5 separate regions of the Mus musculus genome follow, and regions 1, 2, 3 and 5 are each linked to region 4. The links are chromatin contacts, called in public HiChIP or PLAC-seq maps. All regions are on one chromosome and are shown on one strand. The core of a region is the stretch at or near the end of the contact, and the rest is flanking DNA. Distances in the headings are between cores, read along the strand shown. Region 1 has its middle 21 kb from the start of Gm33390. Region 2 overlaps Gm33390 (a long non-coding RNA gene). Region 3 has its middle 20 kb from the start of Enc1. Region 4 overlaps Lncenc1 (long non-coding RNA, embryonic stem cells expressed 1). Region 5 has its middle 21 kb from the start of Gm33447.

Region 1 (4,415 bases), core at 842-3,341, 170 kb after region 4:
GAAGGGTCTACTTTAGCTCACAGTTCAGCTGGCAGTAGGGACACAGAAGTGTTCATGTCACTGAATTTCTTCACATCTCAAAGAATCAGAAAGCAAAGCGCTTGAGCCAGGATTTAGACCACACTAGAGTCTGTCAAGGTCCTTACCCAAGAAAGCCACTTGCTCCAGCGAGGATCCTAAAGGATCCACAGCCTTTTAATATAGTGTCACCAAGTATTCAAACACACTGTCCTGTCAGTGACAGTTTACATTCAAACCAAAGCAGCCTGTGAAGAATGAACTGAAAGCTGAGGCATTGTGGGAAGTAGTTAAGTCAGGACTGATGTTCTTATACATGGTGGCACTATAGCCAAAGTAGCCTGCGAAGGAAGGCTGATAATGGCGGTCATCTGTGCTAGAAATTGACAAATGGGAGCCTAAGACAAATTAGGCCTTGAGCATTAACCTAGGAAGCATTTCCATCCTGTGCCCAACAGAAGCAGGAGAAACGCAGGCACCTCACAGAGTGAATGTGTTTTAAGAATCTAGAAGCCGGGCAGTGGTGGTGCACACCTTTAATCCCAGCACTTGGGATGCAGAGGCAGGTGGATTTCTGAGTTTGAGGCCAGCCTGGTCGACAGAGTGAGTTCCAGGACAGCCAGGGCTATACAGAGAAACCCTGTCTCGAAAAAGAAAGAAAGAAAGAAAGAAAGAAAGAAAGAAAGAAAGAAAGAAAGAAAGAAAGAAAGAAAGAAAGAAAGAAAGAAAGAGGAAGGAGGGAGGGAGGGAGGGAGGGAGGGAGGGAGGGAGGGAGGGAGGGAGGGAGGGAGGGAGGGAGGGAGGAAGGACCTAGAAGGCATATGGTTGTTTGGAAGATAATGGCCGACCCGTCCAGCAGGTCCAGTTATTCAAGGGTCTCGAGGGGACCTTCTCCTAAGAACCAAATTGGGGGATAGAGAGAGACGAGAACCTTGTGCGAATAACAACATGGAAACGTACTGAGTGGCATCAAGGTTCCAATGTATTAGCCAGGCCCAAGGTTTAAATGCACAAGCAAAAGGGGAAGTGCCATTCAGCAGGAAGGATGGGGCAGTAGAATTGCACAAACAAAAGGGGAAGTACAGGTACTTATCAGTGGGAGGGGTGGGGCAATAGAATTGCACAGGAGGGGTGGGGCAATAGAATTGCACATTCTTTAGGCAGTTACATGGGGAAGCAGGAACTTGGTGGTATCAGGGTGTGGTCAGGACATCTGGCACTGACTTAGGGCTGGAACATCCTGTGGTTGTTCTCGGAACAGTGTGTCGTGGCCCGCTTTTGACCCCCCTTTCTTCTCGGGGGGGGGGGGGAGGCCCAATTCAGAGATCAGGACAATTGTGTTGTCTTAATGGCTCCCAACAAATGGCTATGGAGAAATTGGACTTATTCCAGTGATACTGAGGAGCCAGAAGAACGATGCATTAGAGTGGGTTATTGGATTATCTGTGGACAGTTTTCATTCTTGCCAGGAGTTGCCGTGTTCCTGTTATATTAACTTTACCTGGGGAGATGTGAACAAAGGTCTGTTCACACAAGATATTTCACCGGACAAGTAACAAACCCACAAAGTCCACTATGGCAAACCCATCCATTTATAGGTTACTTTGAGAAACTTGGGTGATTCAAAATCAGCCCACCCCAGCCCCATGAGGACTCTTGGACTCCTTGCACAACCTGCAGGTAGCTCAGCAGATGGGTCAGAGTCTCCAGGAGTCCCTGCTAGTGGGAGTTTCTTCTAGGCAGCAATTGTTAACTGATTCTACAACCCCAGAGCAGGGCCTTGAGGGTCTTGCATATTTTAGCTTTCCGGGTTTGTGAGGCTATCTGCTTCCTGATCCTGACTTCATGAGTCAGAGGAAATTGTTACACATCCTGTAAAGATAAGTCGTGCTTTGGTTGGCGGGGGGGGGGGGGGGGGGGATGATGATTTGGGGGGATTCGGGGGGGGGGGTGTGCGGGGCTTGAAGAGGTTACGTTTGTTGGGGGGGTTACGTTTGTTGGCTTGAATTAAGCAGACACTAGGCTTCACCTATAGAGAGAGACAGTGAGATTCTGTGGAGACTTGAATAACAATGGCCCCCATAGGGTCACTGATTTGAATGCTTGGTCACCAGGGAGTGGTGCTATTAGGAGATGTGGCCTTGCTGGGTGGGGGGTTGGGGGGATGTAGCTTCATTGGAGAAAGTGTGTCACTGTTGGGTGGGCTTTGAGCCAAGCACAGAGGTTCTCGCTCTCTTCCTGCTGCCTATGGATCTGGATGTAGAACTCTCAGCTCCTTCTCCAGCTCTATCTATGTCTGCCTGCAGCCTGCCAGGCTTCCTGCTATGCTGATAATGGATTAAACCTCTGAAAATGTATGCTAGGTCACTTCCTGTCACAATTATTACTGATAGTAGTGGCTAGGCCCAAATTTGGAGAAAATACAAATGAACCTAAAACAATGGTCTAAAAGGTTTTGACGGATTTAGTTCAATATTTCAGATAGCCCCAGGCGTAGGACTGTGGAACTTCTGTCTGAAAAGTTGAAAAAAAATGTGAAGAAGCTCGTCTCAGGGGTCCATCTCGGCCATCTGCCCTGAACGCTGTGCTAAAGTGGTTCAAGTGGTGGACAAAGGCCTCCTTGTCCTCGCTGTCCCCTCCTTCACTCTAAACCTTAGCATCCTCCCCCAAACCTCTGTGACTAACACCACTCCATAATTACTATCCAATCTGAAACTTTCTCAGAATGCCATGGATCCCACCCATGTGGCGGGCAAATGGTGCCCACAGCTGCTGTAAGCAGGCAGTGCAGGCTGGCCCATAATGTGGGACTGTGCAGGTTAGCCCACCCAGAGTAAGAGCGGGCACGGAGCATACCCAAGGAGACTCCCCGAAGCCAGGAAGTCTGGGATGTTTCCCTCCCCTTGGCTTTGCATTAGTTAGCTGCTGTGTGAGGGTCTGCAAAGGTCATGGCCTAATTATACCTGTGGACACCAGACAGAAGCAGTGTGGACAGGGTCTCCAATGACCTGCTGTGCCTCCCTGCCCTTCCCCTAGCCTGAAAGTTCCCCAACCAGTCTGTCCAAAAAGTGCATGAAGTATTAACAGCATTGAGGAACAAATGGTGGGATTTTTAGGTGGTGTAGTTATACTGTAGATGAGAGAGAGAGAGAGTGGGGGGGGGGGAATACCATGCCTTTTACACAGATACACACTGACTGACCTATTTACAGATAAAAAATTATGTCTAATATGTCCAGCAAGATAATCCACTTGAGAGAGACTGATAAAGACTATTCAAAGTACTATCTCCTTGTGCTGATATAGAGTGGGTAATGAAAGGACGAGGTTAAAGTGTGTGTGTGTGTGTGTGTGTGTGTGTGTGTGTGTGTGTGTCTGAAATTTTCCATGATGAAAGGTTTTCAAATTCCACAAATATTTTCTACTTTTCCAGGGACCCTAATTTACAAAGCCAGACTGCCACAGATACCTTCTTCTCTGATCCAAGAAACCATCTTGTGTGTGCTATTATTGCATATGTTCTTTGGCTACCTTTTTCTTTTTTTTTTTTTCTTTTTTGTTATTGTTGCTGTTCGGGGTTTGTTTGGAGTTTTTGTTTGTTGTTTTTAAAGTTGTTTTTTTTTAAAGTATGTGTACATATGTGTGCCTGAGTATGAGTTTGTGAGTTTGCCTACACTACCCTCAGAGGCCAGAGGGCTTCAGATTCCCTGGACGTAAGGCTACAGGCAGTTGTGAGCTGCTGGATGTGGGGACTGAAAACCAAACTCGGGTTCTCAGTGAGAGCAGTACAGAGTCTCAATTGCTAAGCCATCTCTCAACCTCTGGTGTTGTCTTTGGTTTAGAAAGTCTTGCCATGTAGCCCTGCCTGACAGAACAATGTGACCCAGGCAGGATGGAAGAGAGGGCAGTCTTCCTGTCTCTGCCTTTCTAGTGGGGACCATGGATGTGGGGACATGCCTGTAATCCCAGCACCTAGGAGGTAGAAGCAGAAAGATCAGAAATCCAAGGTCATTCTTAACTACAAAGTGAGTTCACCGTCAACTTAGGATATATGAGAGAGAAGGGGGGGATGAGGCAGAGAAAGATCACCCACTTCTGTCAGACATGAAAATACTTTCCTGCCACTTACTAATACAGAGATTTCAAGAGGAAAAGAACTAAGGCCGTTTTCTGTGGTTTTTCTCTTCTTCTTCTCCTTCTTCATCCTTCCCTTTGAGTCAAGAAGGCTACTTCTGAGGTCACATGGTGTGGATCCTTCAGTACAGGCAGTGATGACTGAGTCACTCAGCAGGAGATGGGATAGCTGGAAAGTCCTTGGTAATGTCAGCACTGTTCATTTGTCTACATTAATGCCAAGAGGGAGCTTTGCGGCCACCTCCCATCCCTTGGAACACTCT
Region 2 (4,510 bases), core at 1,506-4,005, 200 kb after region 4:
AGAGAAGTAGCCGAAGAAATGTGTGTAAGAACAGGACCATGAGCCGGGCAGTGTTGGCCCACGCCTTTAATTCCAGCATTTGGGAGGCAGAGGCAGGCAGATTTCTGAGTTCGAGGCCAGCCTAGTCTACAGAGTGAGTTCCAGGGCAGCCAGGGCTATACAGAGAAACCTTGTCTTGAAAAAACAAAAAACAAACAACAACAACAACAAAGAATGGATCTGTGAGAGGTGCGTCACAGCCTCAAAAAAGGAAACGTCAGCTTTTCCTTTGCTGTTATAGCATGGAATTGCTGAAAGGGGACATTCTTGATGGACCACTTCCCTGGTGGAAGCACTAAGGAATCTTTCATCCTTCTTGAATCTTTGGTTTGTTCACTCAGTGAATACCACACCAAGCCGCATGTGCTAAGACACAACAGCATCTTCCAGACCTTCATGGAGAACCCAACCCATGGAGAACCCAGATGCTATGATTACAGAAGCAGAGTTCACAAGGCTATGAGACCCCAGGTCCCTCTCAAGGCCCGCCTGAGTACAGCATTCCAATGGTGTCCATGAGGAGCTGGTTCCAAAAGCTGCAGGTGTTCAGGTCCCTTGTGCAGAGTGGTATAGTCATTGAATATAACCTGTGTATATACATACATACATTGCATATAATCTACTTACATCTGGAGTATTTTCACCTCCAGGTGACTTATAATGCCTGATATAGGTCTAAGTGCAACGTCAATAGTTATTATATTATTCTGTTTGGGGCATAGTGTCAAGAAAAAAAGCTTGTGCACATCAAACCTAGCCTCTCATTTTCTGCTGCTTATTTCAGATCCATGGTTGATTGAATCTGTCAATTAAGAGCCCGAATCGGCAGGGACTGTCAGCACTTCTCTTGGCCACCAGTAATCAGGACCGTGGCTAAATTAACAAAGAAGAAATCTAGAACAAGACAGCACTGACTTCAGTTCTGGGCCTGGTGTCTGCAGTTTTTATAACCTTGCCCTTGACAGTCAAAGGACATCCCATCTACACAAAATCTTTCTCCTTGAGTCAAGAAGGAAGTGAGTCTGACAATAACTCTTCCAATTTACCAGAAGAGAAGCATTTCCCAGAAACCACTAGTAAGCTGTGACTTAACTCTCTGGCTGAAACCTTGTGATTCAGGCATGATTGTATTCAGGACACTAAAACAGATGAAGCTTTCTCATTTTTTAAAAGACTTATGTTATTTCATTTATATCTTCAGACACACCAGAGAAGGCATCGGACCCCATTACAGATGGTTGTAAGTCACCATGTGGTTGCTGGGAATTGAACTCAGGGCCTGGAAGAGCAGTCAGTGCTCTTAACCACTGAGCCATCTCTCCAGCCCCAGAAGATGCTTTCTAGCCTCCAACATGGAGACATCAAGGTGAATCTGTAGATGTCATAGCTGGTCTCCATCTGGATTCTGACTCCTGTAGGAGACTGAGATACAACCTGCTTCTGTTTCTGTTACTATGCATGTGTCCCTATTTCAATGTATTTCAGTGTCACTTGGCCACTTCCCGCCGAACTCAGCGACCAGTCAGATTATGACACACAAGTTTGTTCCCATTTAAAATAATACATTAGTTCTATTCCCCCCACCTCCAGATCCTCTTCAGATCTCCCAATATACCTAACATTTCTTTGGTTTACATAAAAGCCCTATCTAATTTGCTCCCTAGGGGAGACCTACCACAATAGTAAAGTTGCACATTTCCACAGGGATTTACCCTAAACTGTTAATGAGTTGTGACTTCCCTGTCTGTACAGGCAGACAAAGCTGCTGCACCCCAAGCAGGTAGACAGAATTTGAACCAGATGGTTCAAGGCAGGGAAATGGGCTTAGCAGATCATTCCCAACACCTCCGTGTGTTGACTGAAATCCGTAAGGGGATGGCAAAACACCACCCTTATTTTCTCAACAAACTGTGCACCTTATTGAATATTAAACAGAAAGCTGAACAGAGGAGAGCTGGCTCTGGGTTTTCTTTCCTTGTCATTAGAACCATAAACTTGGCTGCTAGTTTCAACGAATCAATGGGGTGTGTGTGTATGGAGAGAGAGAGAGAGAGAGAGAGAGAGAGAGAGAGAGAGAGAGAGAGAGCTAATCTCATATCACTGAAGGACTTTCCGGTAATCCCACTACTACACATTGAATAAATCAGAAGTGGCAAGGGTGTGTGTCATTTCCATGAGTTCCTATATGGGAAGCAAATCCCCTTTTGCCCGATTTTCCAGTTTCAACAATAAATTACCCCAGCCTCTGATCCTCACTGTGAAGCCAGCGCCATTAAAAGCAGCGCGAATGCAAATTGAGGCGTTTCCCAGCTCTCAACACCCCACCCCTCACCCCCGACAGCCAGTTTAATTAAAGCCAAATTTGGTTGCGGAGTAAACAGGTATTTACAGATCAGGGGGAAAAAATCTGGTTCCGGTAATTAAAAGGATTTTGTAAATCTTGTCCTCTGTGTTAGAACACTTGGGTTTTAATAGTTAATTAAAGATGTCTTAATCATCCTTTGAGAGAAATTTGAAAAAGAAAAGATTAGGGACCAGCCACAAAGACACCACTGAAGTTCTGAAATTCCTGTCTGAGGAACCAGGGTCTCTCTTTACCTCATTGGCACGTAGACTTTGTCTTTCCTTTTCTTTGAACAAAAGGGTAGTCCTGTGCGCTCACAGCTGCTCCACAAGCCCCGGCCAGCTTGCGAGTCACCCACACACCACTGCCCTTGGAGCTAAGGGCACAGATGTCTGGTTCCTATGGCTTCCCAAGCTGTGACTGAAGACAAAGTCAAACTCGTTGGGCAGGCAAACAGACAGATGGACAGATGGAGAGACAGATGGGGCTTGTGTGTGTGTGTGTGTGTGTGTGTGTGTGTGTGTGTGTGTGTATGTGTACATATGCACGCGCGCACACACACACACACACACACACACACACATTAACTTAAGCAAGTGTCTTTCCTATCCAATGGTTTTTGATTTGGTTTGGTTTAGTTTTATTTTGTTGTTGTTTTTTAAGGTAACATAATGAACCAATTGACAGATCAGCACCCCTGTGCTAGGTACTGGAAGGGGACACCAGAGACTATATATCAGAGCACTCCTTGCTCAGGACTGGAATTTAAGACAAACACTTTGTGGCTAATGGTGCTACAAACCCTCCCACCCCCATAACACACACACACACACACACACACACACGCACGCACGCACGCACGCACGCACGCACGCACGCACGCGCACTCACGCACACGCACATAGAAAAGACACACAGGAGAGGACAACCCAGGGCCATGTAATACTGCAGGACAGGGACACACCATACATCCCAACTCTGTCTTCCCCTTGAGAGTGAGTCCAGCTGGCTTTGGCTGGAGAGGAGAAGCAGACGTCTGGAGAACAGTAATTCCAGACAGTGAACAGGACACACAGCAGGAAAAATCGATGCCTGCCTTTAGGAGTCTGTGGCTCCAGCGGCCAGAGCCCAGGGCTTGGCAAGAGTGAGATCTAGCGAGAAAGCCTGGCCTGGTCAGCCAAGGCTACCTATGGCTGGGCTGTGACCAGATAGCCCAAGTGCTGAGCTGCAAGGCCACTCCTGTTGTGTCTGACAAAGTGTGACAGGAAGAAGCACCTCAGCCGGCCCTGCCAAAGTGTCCCCGGAGGAATCAGTCACGCTACAGACCTAACATAAGGAAGGTTTATTAGTGAGATGGGAAGGGGACCTGCAAAAGGGGTAGAGGCAGAGGAAGGAAGGGGGACAGAGAAGAATAGACAGAGGAATGAGGAAGGACCAAAGAGGAAGAGGCCGGCAGGGACGCATGAGGTTAGAGGAAGAGAGAGGTAAGGGAGGGAGGAAGAGAGGGAGGGAGGGAGGGAGGGAGGGAGGGAGGGAGGGAGGAAGGGAAGGAGAGGTGTGAGAGAGAGAGGGAGACACAGAGGTCTCCAGTGGTCTTCTTATAAGCCTGGCTCCTGTCTCATACCTGGAGGGTGGAGACACAAGCTGTTGCTAGGTAACGGTTGGGCAGAGCCTAGAGGAATTGCTAACAGCTCCCCTAGGGCTTCTGTATGGACGTCTGTGCCTGGAAAGATTCACACTAAGTTGGCCATTTCTTCATGATGATGAACTGCCAGATCCTCAACTTCTATATAGCCAATTTTTCTAAAAAATTTTCCTAATGGGCCAGCAAGATGCCTTGGTAAATCAAGGCACTTGCCAGGCAAGCTTGGTGACCTGACTTGGACACCTGGAACCCATGTAATGAAGGAAGGAGAGAACAAACTCGACAGAGCCATCTTCTGATCTTCACGCAAAGGCCATAAGACACTCAGACCCTCTACCATTACGTCTGTCCACAACAGCAATGACAAAGAAGTAAAAATGTAAACACACCATAGAACTTCAAGATGACAAAAACTACACTTTAAAACAGAAAGCCACAGCCTGTTCTCAAAGGTCCTTAAGCCCGACTCTCCCCATCTGCCC
Region 3 (3,864 bases), core at 1,224-3,723, 230 kb after region 4:
TGCCTTTTAAGCTTTGTCATGGGCTGTCATTGGAATGGTTGCTACTGCTTTTCACCGGATTCTAATTGGATATTAGCTCGTTTATGGGACAGAGTTAGGAAGAGCTTTTGCCCAGGTGACTTGTAACAAGATGAAATAAGCAGATGCTATGCGTTCTGAAATTACTGCCAGGTTTTTATGAGCGGTTAGAGGCCGCAGCGCTCTGAAAACCCTGCTTGGATTGCAGCTTAGCTGTGAACAGAGCAATCACATCACTCTACTCCAGCGGGCAGCGCCAAATGCTACAAGTTTCTTTTTTTAAACATTTAGTCACCCCAAGCCCGGAGAGATGGCTCGGTAGGTAAGGCACTTGCTGCATAAGTGTGAGGACCTGTTTCAGGTTCCCAGAGCCCACATAAGATCAGATGCTGCAGTGCTCATCTGTGACCTCATGCTCCTACTGCAAGATGGACGGCAGAGAAAGGAGAAGCCCAAGGATATCAGGCCAGGGGGCTTGCCTGTGCAATAGTGAACAAGAGCTGTGTTTCCAACAAGGTGGAAGACAAAGACTGATGCCGAGGTTGGCTTCTGACCTCTACATGCACAGAGACATGTGTGCGCACACTCACATGCAAACACACACATACACACACCAAATAAACAAGCAAGCAAACAAACAAATAACTTTAGTCATACCCCTCCCCCCACATACACAAATATAAAAGAGAAAACAAAGAATTCCTGTAGAAGGAAAATGCTCACACTGGGTCTTAGAGGGTCCAATCCCCATTACAACTCTTTCTTTAAAAAGACTACACACACCATGCCCACATAAGAACTCTCTAGGCCCCAAACTGAGGACATAAGATATTGTGATTTCAGTTGTAGCCCTTCAGAGTTAGCACCCACCATGAAGCAGTTGGCAAGACAGAGATGGCATAAGAAGATATTTAAATGAAGACACAGGCAGGCATGGGGGTACACCCATTTCATCCAGCACTTCAGAGGCAGAGGCAGAGGCAGGAGGAGCTAGAACTCAAGGTGGTGTGTCTTAGTTTGGGCTTTATTGCTGTGAAGAGACACCGTGACCAAGGCAACTTTTATAAAGGCAGCCATTTAATTGAGGCCAGCCTGTAGTTTGAAAAGTTGAGTCCATCATCCTCAGGGTGGCGAGCATCAGCAGTGTGCAGGCAGACATGGTGCTGGAGAAGCCCAGAGTTCTACATCTTGATATGAAAGCAGCCAGGAAGGGACTCTGATTCCACACTGGGCAGGGCTTGAGCACAGGAAGACCTCGATGCTCGCCAACACGGTGCTACATTTCCTCCAATAAGATCACATCTGCTGCAATAAAGCCACGCCTCCTAATAGTGCCACTCCCTATGGCCAAGCATTCAAACACATGAGTCTAGGGGGACGGGGGGGGGGGGGGGGACGGGGGGGGGCAAACCTATTCAAACCACTAGGAGATCCTTGGCTATACTGAATCCAGCCTGCTATCAAATTCCAGGACGCTATCAAAATAAATAAACAAACAGCATGCGAAGAAGAGGGAAAGAGTTCCAGGGAACCTGGGGAGAGCTTGTGGGACACTGCACATGTCTGAGCTCTGTGAAGTAGGCTGAAGACAAAAGCAGTGTTGAGAATACCAGTGGTTCCCCGGGGGGGTGGGGGTGGGGGTGGGGGGGTGGGCGGGGGGGGGGCGTTGCTGGGCAGGAACGGCTGCATGTACCTTTCTGCTGCATCTGTCCTGGAAGCTCTATCCTGTGAGCTTCCCAGCATAGACTCTGACAAGCTCTAGTGTACCTGTGAGCAGAATTATCTCAGCCTTGCTAAACCTGAAGAGATGGTCAAATCTCTCTTTTTTCCTGACCTGCCCTCTTTTGGTCTGCCATAGAGGGTGTTACGGTTAGAATCTGGTATGTCCCCCGCAGGCTCATTTTGAGAATCTGGTTCCCAGCTAATGGCACTGTTTGGATGTGGAACCAAAAGTGGGGTCTGGCTGGTAGGCAAAGGTCACCAGGGGTGGAGCTTGAGGGTTATAGCCCGGCCCTCCTTCAAGTCCTGACTCCGCCTCCTAATCTGCCAGGATGTCACCCTGCTGTCTCCTTTCTTATTGCTCTGCTAACAGGGGTGAGGCAGCCAGCGTGCCTTCTCCATTGTGATGGGATCTACCTCCTGGCAGACACTTCAAAAGGAGGGGTTGCCATTCACAAAGGCTCATGCAATTGAGTTACAAAAAGGAAAAAGAAAAAAAAAATTTTTTTAATCTTGTGTTTTAAGTAAGTTTGAAGTTTTCTATTGAGCTGTGCACATACATGTGTCTGTGAGCCAAAAGTTAAATCTCTCTCTCTCTCTTGGTTCACTTCTGTCCGGTGTTTCATTACAGTGTTGGGAAAGTAGAACAAATGGCAAACGCCTGATCCCTATGGGCCAGGTCCAATTACAGCTGCCAGGCCTCACCTCAGGCTGCTTCCTTCTACTCTGACCCTGAGCTATCAACTACAAGTATCTTCAGGAGACCCCTGGCTCTCAGCAAGGGAAGGGCCTCGGAGGCTGGAGACACTGAATGGCAGCTAGCTAACAGTGGCCACCCAGGAACTTCAGAACTCCTCTGTCTTTGGACTTGGCTCAGGGAAGGCTAGAGAAGAGATAAGTGCCGCTGAAATGTTGCATAGGCCTCATACCTTGAGCACAACCTGCCCAGGGCCTTCTCTCTCTCTCCAGTTTGCTGGATGCAAAGGGCCCCGGTATCTGCACCCTGTCACTGTGCCTTGGTAAGCCACCCCATCCCCTCTTTCCCCCCCGCCGAGCCTGTCTTGGACACTTTTCTATTCTCGTGATAAAACACCATAACCAGAGCAGCTTAGAGAGAAAAAGGTTTAATTGCAGCATACAGTCCTAGCCCACTGTGCCGAGACTTCCTGGAAGTAATTCAAGGCAGGAACCTGGAGGCAAGTACTGAGCAGGGTCCCTGAAGGACTGCTGCTGCTGCTGCTGCTGCTGCTGCTGCTGCTGCTGCTGCTTACTGGCTCACCTTCCCGGCTTGCTCAGTCTGCTGTTTCACCTTCCCAGGGATGGTACCACCCACGATGGGCTGAGCCCTCTCACATCGGAAAACAGACTTGCCTATGGACCAACCTAATGGAGCAATTTCTTTGACTGTAGTAGTTCCCTCTTCCCAGAGATGCCCAAGATGAAAGGGGCCTCCTCGCTGAATGTTGGAGCTGCCCGGGCCAGTGCGGACTAAGATTGAACTAACTGCTCTGCTTCCTCCAGCAGCTTTAGTCAACCCGAGCAGAACTCCTGGAGAGAGCCTCTGTCCTTCCTAGTTGGCACCGGCAGACTCCTTCACTTTTTTGGGCTGTCTTCTCCAACCAAACAACCAAACGATGAAACGGATCTCTAGGCACATATGAACGGTTGCACAAATCATGGTATTTATGGCAGTTGCTTTCCGCCCCAAGGAAACAAAACATATTGCAATAACTAAACGCTGAATGCTAGACACGGTGGGAGGGCGATGCAGGACTTACTCTAGATCACACGCTGCATCGCTGTCGCTGCCCGCCGCCCGCTGCTGCAGGCAGACCCAGTCGGGGTCCCGCAGACTCTACAGGAGTGGGTGTGACATGCCGCTGCCGCTAACCTAAGCTATGAGTGGGTTCTGACACTGAGTTGTAGTGTGCTCTGTCTGTGATGCTCTGACTGCTGGCTGGGCTCCTCCTTAGCCATCTGCACTTGCTGTCCTTTGCTTTCTCTTTCTCCAGAGTTAAACCCAGGACTTTGCCCGTGCTAGGCAAACATGGTACCTGCCTACATCTCAGCTTCCCATGGTGCTGACCTGATTTGGGATCCTGAAGCCCTTCTGAACACAGTGTTTTG
Region 4 (4,241 bases), core at 530-3,029:
CTCTGTGAGTTCGAGGCCAGCCTGATCTACAAAAAGAGTTCCAGGACAGCTAGGAATACACAGAGAAACACCGTCATTTGCCACAATACACTAAAGAGATGATTCAGATTTCAAGGCTCAAAGAAAGGACATTGCATCCAAGACTCTTAAAAAGGTTACATTCAATAAAATTTTCAAAGATACATAAAACTGACAAAAAAAAAAGAAAGATGAGAAAAAAAAAGCAAAAAGAAAGGAGACAGAGAGAGAGAGCACACTCGTGCTCAGCACAGAATAGGGAATAATACAGTGAATGACTAAGCAAAGAGGTAGGTGGGCAGAAAATACAGATCACGTTTGGAAGTGGAGAATCATGCAGTGCCTTAAGCACTGCCTTCAGGGGTGAAGCCATGTGTTCATCCCGGAAGGCAGGTGGATTATAGGGTCCTGTGTTTCCCAGAATGGCAAGTTGAAGCTGAAACTTCTCAGAATAACAAAGGGGAGTCACTGGGGAATTTAGGGGTTCTAGGACCTCTCTCAGGCCCTGAAGGAGCTGGAAAGATAGCTCGACCATTAAAATCACTGGGATCCAAAAGACCTGGGTTCAATTCCCAGAACCCACATGAAGGCTCACAAGCATCTGTAACTAACTCCACTTCCAGAGGATCCAATACCCTCTTCTGGGATTCATGGGCACCAAGCACATACCAGCTACACAGACAAAACATTCATTCACATAAAATAAACTAGTACTTTTTTAGAAAGAGATACTTGTCAGGCCAACAGAAACATGAAATACAGAGGGAAAGTTTGGGAGTTCCCAAAGCCAGCAACCACACAGTACACAGTAGCAGGTGGGAAGGCTTAAGCCAGAGTGGAGTGGTAAAGTGGGAGAAAATACACACAGACAAGACACTTTTGGACCGATCTGGCGATTGACGTATGGAGATTGAGCTGTGCACAGTGATACTGATGCTGGTGCACAGTGATGCTGATGCTGGTACACAGTGATACTGATGCTGGTGCACAGTGATGCTGATGCTGGTACACAGTCATGCTGATGCTGGTGCACAGTGATGCTGATGCTGGTGCACAGTGATGCTGATGCTGATACACAGTGATGCTGATGCTGGTGCACAGTGATGCTGATGCTGGTGCACAGTGATGCTGATGCTGATACACAGTGATGCTGATGCTGGTACACAGTGATGCTGATGCTGGTACACAGTGATGCTGATGCTGGTGCACAGTGATGCTGATGCTGGTACACAGTGATGCTGATGCTGGTGCACAGTGATGCTGATGCTGATACACAGTGATGCTGATGCTGGTGCACAGTGATGCTGATGCTGGTGCACAGTGATGCTGATGCTGATACACAGTGATGCTGATGCTGGTGCACAGTGATGCTGATGCTGGTGCACAGTGATACTGATGTTGGTGGTGACACTAGCACGCATGCAGGCAAGGTTCAGTGTCTAGAGTGAACTGTTGATCTAACCAGTGGCAGCATGAAGAGGTTGCAGATTGGCAGGCCTTTGTGTAGAGGTTCCCTCTGTCACACCACACAGATTTAGGACTGAAACTCAAAACCCATACAAAAACAATATTGAAATCACCAAAATGTAAAAAGGAGTCCCACTCGATGATGGCTAAAGGTGGTTTCAGCATGGAACCCTGAAGCAGAGCAGGAAAGGTCACACCCAGCAAAGAACAGGATGGCCCTGGCCCTTCCCCATTGTCCTCCCAGGTAAGAGCCAACAAAAAAGCTCTACTGTAGAAAAACACCAGTCACTTGGAATCCACACTTCCCTAGGCCCTAGGATCCAGAGAGAACTGGTACACAGCAAACCACAGGGGGAGAGATCACCGTACTCAAGAGAAATACTTTGATATGCAAATGATCAAGGAGAAAGACAGCTTTGAAGTGATTTACAGCTCCTAGTAATGAGAAAATACTATGAGATGATTTTATATCTTCAATAGAAGCTAAAAATGAGGTTCCTTTATGAAAGGACAGCAGAAAGCCAAAATACTAAAAGATCACCATGACCTAAGAGGCCAATGTCTGATAATTGTTGCAATCATGTCCTTAAGTTCTATGGATCCTGCTTCTGACAGTAGCTTAGAATGGTCCATCAGGGGAGCCTCTTTTCTTCATCTCAGATTCTCATCCCCTGCCTATAAAGATGTTCTTCATGTCATTTACCTATACCGACGAAACAGTGATCTAAAGACACCCTTTACCACAGGACGCTGGCCTGGTTATAACATCTACATTATCTTCTGTCCATAATCTCCAGATCCATGAGCCCAGCGCTGCTCTAGAAGGTCTGTGAGCGAGCTCAGCAAGTCTTTCTTTTGTCCTTAAGGTGCTTCAGTTCCAAGTCTGGTCAGGCTTCTGGAAGGTTCGAATGTTAAAAAAAAAGGGATCAGAGCAGTGGTTCTCAACCTTCCTAACACCACAGCCCTTTAATACAGTCCCTCATGTCGTGGTGACCCACCCCACACCCAACCACAAGATGATTTCATTGCTCCTTCATAACTAATGTTGCTACAGTTTTTTAATTATAATGAAAATATCTGATATACAAGATATCTGACACATCAAGGGTCGTGACCCACAGGTTATGAACTGCCGAGTTAAAATAACATATATGTGTTTTTGGGGGCAGGTCACAGATAAACCAAAAGAGACAGGGAAGTGCTTTTGTGTTATCCCGGTGGAAGGGACCACAGTGGAAGAGTGAACTAGGGGAAGGAAGTCCCTGATGCACAACCATGAAATCCTGCGCAGTTCCTTGAAAAGTCATGAGCTGGTGATATTAAACGGTAAACAGATGGCCACTCGTCCAGAAGGAGACAAAACCAGAAAGCTATTTTTGTTCTTTAAGCCTGAACTAAAGTGAAAGACCAACTGGATAGCCTTTAAGGCAAAGCGCTTATGTAACTTTTGGTCCACACTGAGCACTTTTAAGAGAAAGCCTCCCGATTTAACTATGAGGACGTGTTCACCCCACACTAGGGACCCTTCTAACACTTAGGCAACTAATGTAAAAGGTACTATCCACAAACCTTTAAGTATTAAATCACGGCTCAAAGGCTGACCTCTTCCAACACCTGTGCTTAGATGGCTTCATGACTGACTGAAATAGTCGGGCTTCCTGGCACATGGCAACCTTTCCATGAATGGTTGGGGAGCGAGAGGAGGAAAGGCTGAATTTCCCAATAATCGGTCCTTGGAAAAAATGCTCGCTGGCAGCCTTCGCGGCACGTGGCACTGGCACCACAGCACCACTTTAGCTGTAGTGAGCATACCTAGATGATTGCAGCTTGCATATTTCCGTGCTACCCAAGCAGAGCTGGAATGTGTGGCTCCGATTCATCTTCCAGCTGGAAGTGTCACAGAAGCGCGGCGGGGGGGGGGGGGGGGAAGGGGGGCTTCCAGCTTTTATGTATTGCATACTGCCTCTGCTTGGCCGAAGCTCCAGCCTCACGGTTTTATACATCACTTCGATTGTGTTGGGAGCTCATTGTAAGTAAGTCAGAGGGAGCCGAATCAATACCCACAGAATATCTCCGGCAACAGAAAGGCTGCTCTTGCTGCCCTGTGTGGCTTTACTGTCCCAGGAGGATCACAGGACCAGCAACTGGTAAAAGATGAGGAGAGGTTAAGAGGTAAGGTTTTAGAGACACTGGCATGATGACGCACAATGACATTAAGGGCCCTTGCCTGTTCCAGATAATCCCTCACCTATCTACTGAAAGGACCCTGGATGAAGAACTTATGAACCTGAAACTTTCCCCAAAGCAATGTGCATTTTATTCCGGAAGGCAGGAATCTGTCAGTTATCCAAATAGACATTAATTCCATTCATGAGGGTTGAGTCCTCCAGACCTGACACTCATACCAGGTAGTTCCCCTTCTCGTCTGAGCTCTCCATTCTGACAGGCCGCCTCACCTGGGACTAACTACCCTCTCAGATGTTTAAACGAAAGGTTCTATAAATAAGTAGTTCTCAAGTTTTAAGATATGTATCATTTTGAGTAGCATCACAGAATGTCACACCATCCTACTCCGCCCCGTCGGCCGCATGAGTCACATCTCATCCGAAGTCGAGAAACAGAGAGGTGAGTGCTCGTGTTCCGCTTCCCCGTGGATGGCGCTGCCCACATTGGAAGTGGGTGTTTCCACCTCCATTAATGCAGACTAGAAAAATGCCTCACAGATATGCCAAAGGTTTGTCTCCTAAGCGATCCGA
Region 5 (4,175 bases), core at 278-2,777, 140 kb after region 4:
TAGACCTCCCAGGAACACTGCTGTCATTCCAGGTCCCGTAGACAGGCTCTGAGCAGATAAATAACCCTACCCAGAGGCATGACTCACACCTAGAAAAATGTCCGAGTTCGTGAATCTGGTTTTCGTTTAATCCTCCCTACCGCAGATGGACATTGTGAGAGAGACAGTGTCTCTTATTGGCCTGGCTCTCACCCGTTGTGCTTGGCTGGCCCACCAGTGAGGCCCGGGGATCTGTCTTTCTCTGCTTCTCCAGGATTGGGATTACAATAACATGCTACAACACTGGTTCCAAAAATCAAACTTAAGTCCTTGTGCTTGGAAGGTGAGCATTTTCCCAACAGAGCCAGCTCTCCGGGCCCTACTGTAGAACACTCTACAATGGTTCTGATACTTCTAAATATTGCATCACGTTGTAGGTAGAATTAATCTTAATATTGGATTAACTGTGTGAGTCACTGTTGTGAACACTCTACATGCATGAGCTCATTAAAATAGTGCAACGTTCCTGTAAGGTAGCCACCAATTCTTCCCGTTCTGTAAATAAGAACAACGAAGCTAAGAGAAAGGGGCCGCATTGTGCAGGGTACATTTACACAGGGTCAGACTTCCATGTGAGCTTTGCCATCGTGTCTCAGTGTACAGTAATGTAACAGGGCTCTCCATCCCAATGCCCTTCTCAAGAGTCAATGCAGGGTCAAAATTTTTACTATAAACACTGTCAAAGTCTTTGTGAAGGCAGGTTCATTTTACAGGAGTACCATGTTCTACATAGATACTGTGATTAGGTTTTTGAATAGAACCATGATAGTAAGTGATATTCAGCATCCTTAGTCCAGGAACATCAATTACCACACGGGACTATTATACAGCCCCAAACACTGACAACTGTCTCCTGGGGACAGACATGGCATGGAATCCTTTGGAGAGATGAATACTGAGTTTTCACTTTAGTCACATGTAAGCCACATAATTTGGTAAACAACCTTCTAACGATGGGAAAGAGCAGGGTTCAGCTTAGCCATAGCTTGACAGGAACACAGGGAAGGTAAGGACCTGCAGTAGTTACATTCACCAGGCACATGAGTGACGGTAGTACTGGGCATTTTAAGTTCGGAGCAAAGACCACAAGCTCTCGTGGCTTGGAATCTGGTGGCAGCTGCAATTTATCAGCCTCTCCAAGCTTCCATCACACAAAGAGGTGGGGCCAACATTCCTCCCTCACACAAAGATGAAAAGAAATAGCTGAAAAGATTGCTGAACACAGGGAAGGTGGCTGTCGGAGTCCTTCTTGTCCGCAGCATTGAACCAAAAGTCAAAGTGAGTTTCAGTCCTGCCTTGCTATGTGACCTTGATCTCTTCCCATCTCTGGACCTCCAGTTTCTTGCTTGTAAGAACAAACATAACCAAACTGACTTTTAGGAAACTTGTCATCTCATACTACGAGGTAGGTGTTGGGAGCAGGTGGTGAGGACCTGATGCGGATGGGCCTGGTGCTGTTTGTATGTTGATGCTAATTCCACTCACCTGGGAGGGATTGCAGACAAGGAGTGAGTCACTGTACTCAGGTGACTTCTAGTGAACCAATTCCCTAATGAATAAAGGAGCCAATCACTGGGTGAGTAGGCGGGACTTCCGGGTTGAATGGAGGAAGAGAGGAAGCAGAAGAGAGTTAGGTCCTTTTGGACGGGGATAGCATGAGGACAAGATGTAGCTATGAGTGTCTCCGGATGATTTAGATTTAATAAGGCTTACAAGATTAGGATTTTAATTGTTGTGCCCAGTGATTAAGTTATTATTGTTTCTGAACTAAGTTTGTGTTGTGTTTTCCTTCACATAGTGGCTCATCTGGGTTCAAGAGAGAAAGGTACAGCGGCAAAGCGTGGGTTTGCCTGATGTGCACCACAAAGGCCATGGGAGATTTGAAGCACAGGGTTGGCGTCGTAGCAACCTGCCTGTAGGAACTGAGTGAGCTGGGTGGAGAGATCTTGGAGCACTGAGTCAGAGTCTCCATGAGATAAAAACAGGTCAGCCATTTTCCTCAAGTGTGTGGCCGACCAGCCCGCGGGGTCAGAGAGTAGCAGGGTGCAACATGGGAATGTGATGGTTCTTTTTTTAATATTTCCCACAACAAGGACCAGGAACCTGTGTAAAAAGGCAAAAACATGGGAAAGCAAAAGGCCATCGTGGGCAGACACGATCCAGGTCACTTGGCTGCAGCAATCTCAAAGAACACTCTCCTGGAATAACTACAGGCAGTTTCCTCCCCAGTGAAGACAGAAGCCTGAGTCTACCTTCCCTTGCCTGAATCAACTCCTGCCCAGGTCCCACATCCTCACCCGGGTATCCACTCTCCTCCAGGCTTCTTTACTTTCTTTCAGAAAGTACCTCTTTCTCCTCTACATTGCCCGCCTCCCCTTAGCACAGCCAGTGCCCTCTGAGGATACTGAAAGGGTTAAGTGCTGTAAAATGCTTTACTCGGTGGTGGACACGGTGAGCACACTAAGGTTGTCACTTTCTGAGAAGCTGCCCTGCCCACACAAGAGGTTTTCACAAGCTCTTTCCTTGTTTAGATATGGTTAACAAATCAGAGAGGCTCAGGGCCACGGGGCTCAGGAATGTGTCTCTGTTCTAGTCCAGTCCCCAAATGCAGTAAATTCATTAATGCCATAATATGACAGTTACTGATGCATTTCTCTCAGCAACATCCTCCACAACCGTGGTGGCTGCACCAGGCCGAGGGCAGCCGCCATTGCAGGAGGACACCTCACAGTCTGGCATCGTGTGATTGTAGCCAACCACGGCCTCTGTGCAGGCACTCACCAACTTCTTCTAGTTTGTCCATAAGGGGAAGAGTCTGAGATGGCGAGGTATGGAGGGCAGAGAAGAGCAAGGCCCCACTCACTGCAGATCGTTGAGGGCAAACAGCAGCATAGCCCTGGGCCAGGCAAGGCTTCTGCTGCAGGAAAAGGGGCAGCCACTCAAACCTCTGACTCTGCGCTGGTCAGGAGATATCTCGCCATGCAGGCAGTTGTGTCTGTCTTGTTGGAGGGGAAGGCAGTGTGTGCTGAAGAGGTGAGATGGTTTATCCAGCAATCCAGAGTTAGGGAGAAAGATCTTCAGACCCAAGCCCTGCACCTCCACTCAGAGCACCCTTCCCAGTCTCCCTGTACTAGCCCAGTCTCTGTGGCAAACACAGGGAACATGCACTCAGGGCTTCAGGTTCCTGACGTATGAAGAAAGGCAGGCTGGGAGCAGGTGCTTTACTGAGTACTGCGTCTACTTCCTTTCTAAAGAGAAACACTACCTGTGAGCACACTGCCTTGTGTTCCTTAGGTCCTCCATTTTCAGAGGAAAATGCTAAGCAAGCCTGTTTGAGGGTGACGGATCATTGTCCTCTGTGGTCTCTTGTCAAGAATTGCCTGGTGTGAGGAAGAGGAGCGGGCAACAAGGAGGAAGTTGAACCAACAGCACTTCCCATGTCCCATGTCCCATGTGCTGCACAGCCACGACTTCATTTCGTCCTTGCAACTCTATGAGGGAGATGTTCGTAACCTCCATTGGACAGATGACGATATGGGGACACAGGCAAGTGGTTTGATCGGGTGTACCTGATTACACGTGAAATTTTGGCAGGCTACTTAACACTCCAACTGGCACTCATATTTACTTACACAGCCCATTTCTAGGAGCTTCTGTATTCATCATCAGCAAAAGAAACTGACTAAACTGACTTTAACCTCCAAGAGCAAAACATGGATGACAAATTTGCAACCCACTCTCTCGTTGCCCAGTGACTGCTTCACAAGTGGCTCCCGGAGAAACCCTTTTTTTCCATTGCTACTGCCGCAAAGGCACTGCTAAACCATGAGCCCTTTCCACTCTGAACAAAGCTAACAGGAAACTTTACTCATCTACCAAGATTCTACCAAAGTTCCCTTCTGAGCCTCTGGGCACTTAGTGCTTCATTAGTAGCTTCTTGAACATTTGAAGAAGATACTAAGTATACGATTTTTAAGGAGAAAGTCCAGAGAGCCAATAGGGGAAAATGTCTCCTTGCTAGTTTTCCTTCTATAAGCAGGTGCTGGGTACTGAGTCTCTTCAAAAGAACTGCTAAATTTACTCCTCAAAACCCAAGGCCACAGGGAGGACCTTTAACTCTTACCCTGAACACAAAC

Evidence for each region. HiChIP or PLAC-seq counts read pairs in DNA pulled down with a chosen protein or histone mark.
Region 1: a contact with region 4 is called in an H3K27ac HiChIP or PLAC-seq map of embryonic stem cells, with 6 read pairs. The contact joins two enhancer-like sites. A contact is called at or near these places in 1 of 484 Hi-C or Micro-C datasets (nephron progenitors), 9 of 115 datasets of contacts at active chromatin or transcription factors (T-cell acute lymphoblastic leukemia, embryonic stem cells, extraembryonic endoderm stem cells and 2 more) and 1 of 9 other capture datasets (embryonic stem cells).
Region 2: an H3K27ac HiChIP or PLAC-seq map of embryonic stem cells shows a contact between it and region 4, with 6 read pairs. The contact joins two enhancer-like sites. A contact is called at or near these places in 1 of 39 promoter capture datasets (cranial neural crest), 6 of 484 Hi-C or Micro-C datasets (all in embryonic stem cells) and 18 of 115 datasets of contacts at active chromatin or transcription factors (embryonic basal ganglia, embryonic stem cells, extraembryonic endoderm stem cells and 2 more).
Region 3: an H3K27ac HiChIP or PLAC-seq map of embryonic stem cells shows a contact between it and region 4, with 3 times the contacts expected there. The contact joins two enhancer-like sites. A contact is called at or near these places in 1 of 15 datasets of contacts at CTCF or cohesin (the NIH/3T3 cell line), 3 of 484 Hi-C or Micro-C datasets (CD4 T cells, nephron progenitors and neural stem cells) and 14 of 115 datasets of contacts at active chromatin or transcription factors (embryonic basal ganglia, embryonic midbrain, embryonic stem cells and 1 more).
Region 5: an H3K27ac HiChIP or PLAC-seq map of embryonic stem cells shows a contact between it and region 4, with 5 read pairs. The contact joins two enhancer-like sites. A contact is called at or near these places in 3 of 484 Hi-C or Micro-C datasets (all in embryonic stem cells) and 10 of 115 datasets of contacts at active chromatin or transcription factors (embryonic stem cells, extraembryonic endoderm stem cells and pancreatic cancer cells).

The regions. Positions count from the first base shown.
Region 1 is chr13:97,318,312-97,322,726 of GRCm38.p6, reverse strand. No RefSeq gene overlaps it. Among named protein-coding and RNA genes, the nearest start is that of Gm33390, 21 kb to the right of the region's middle. Within about 2 kb of position 2,091, at least 19 of the 459 cell types and tissues checked have an H3K27ac peak or open chromatin away from gene starts, as enhancers often do. A contact at or near this core is called in embryonic stem cells, where this site is marked.
Region 2 is chr13:97,290,471-97,294,980 of GRCm38.p6, reverse strand. Gm33390 (a long non-coding RNA gene) reads left to right here. Exons shown (of 3, transcript XR_382781.1): 2 at 824-1,055; 3 at 1,241-1,267. Among named protein-coding and RNA genes, the nearest start is that of Gm33390, 6.4 kb to the left of the region's middle. Within about 2 kb of position 2,755, at least 52 of the 459 cell types and tissues checked have an H3K27ac peak or open chromatin away from gene starts, as enhancers often do. A contact at or near this core is called in embryonic stem cells, where this site is marked.
Region 3 is chr13:97,259,185-97,263,048 of GRCm38.p6, reverse strand. No RefSeq gene overlaps it. Among named protein-coding and RNA genes, the nearest start is that of Enc1, 20 kb to the right of the region's middle. Within about 2 kb of position 2,473, at least 23 of the 459 cell types and tissues checked have an H3K27ac peak or open chromatin away from gene starts, as enhancers often do. A contact at or near this core is called in embryonic stem cells, where this site is marked.
Region 4 is chr13:97,492,544-97,496,784 of GRCm38.p6, reverse strand. Lncenc1 (long non-coding RNA, embryonic stem cells expressed 1) reads right to left here. Exons shown (of 2, transcript NR_110432.1): 2 at 1-2,380. Among named protein-coding and RNA genes, the nearest start is that of Gm41030, 33 kb to the left of the region's middle. Within about 2 kb of position 1,779, at least 6 of the 459 cell types and tissues checked have an H3K27ac peak or open chromatin away from gene starts, as enhancers often do. A contact at or near this core is called in embryonic stem cells, where this site is marked.
Region 5 is chr13:97,353,028-97,357,202 of GRCm38.p6, reverse strand. No RefSeq gene overlaps it. Among named protein-coding and RNA genes, the nearest start is that of Gm33447, 21 kb to the left of the region's middle. Within about 2 kb of position 1,527, at least 11 of the 459 cell types and tissues checked have an H3K27ac peak or open chromatin away from gene starts, as enhancers often do. A contact at or near this core is called in embryonic stem cells, where this site is marked.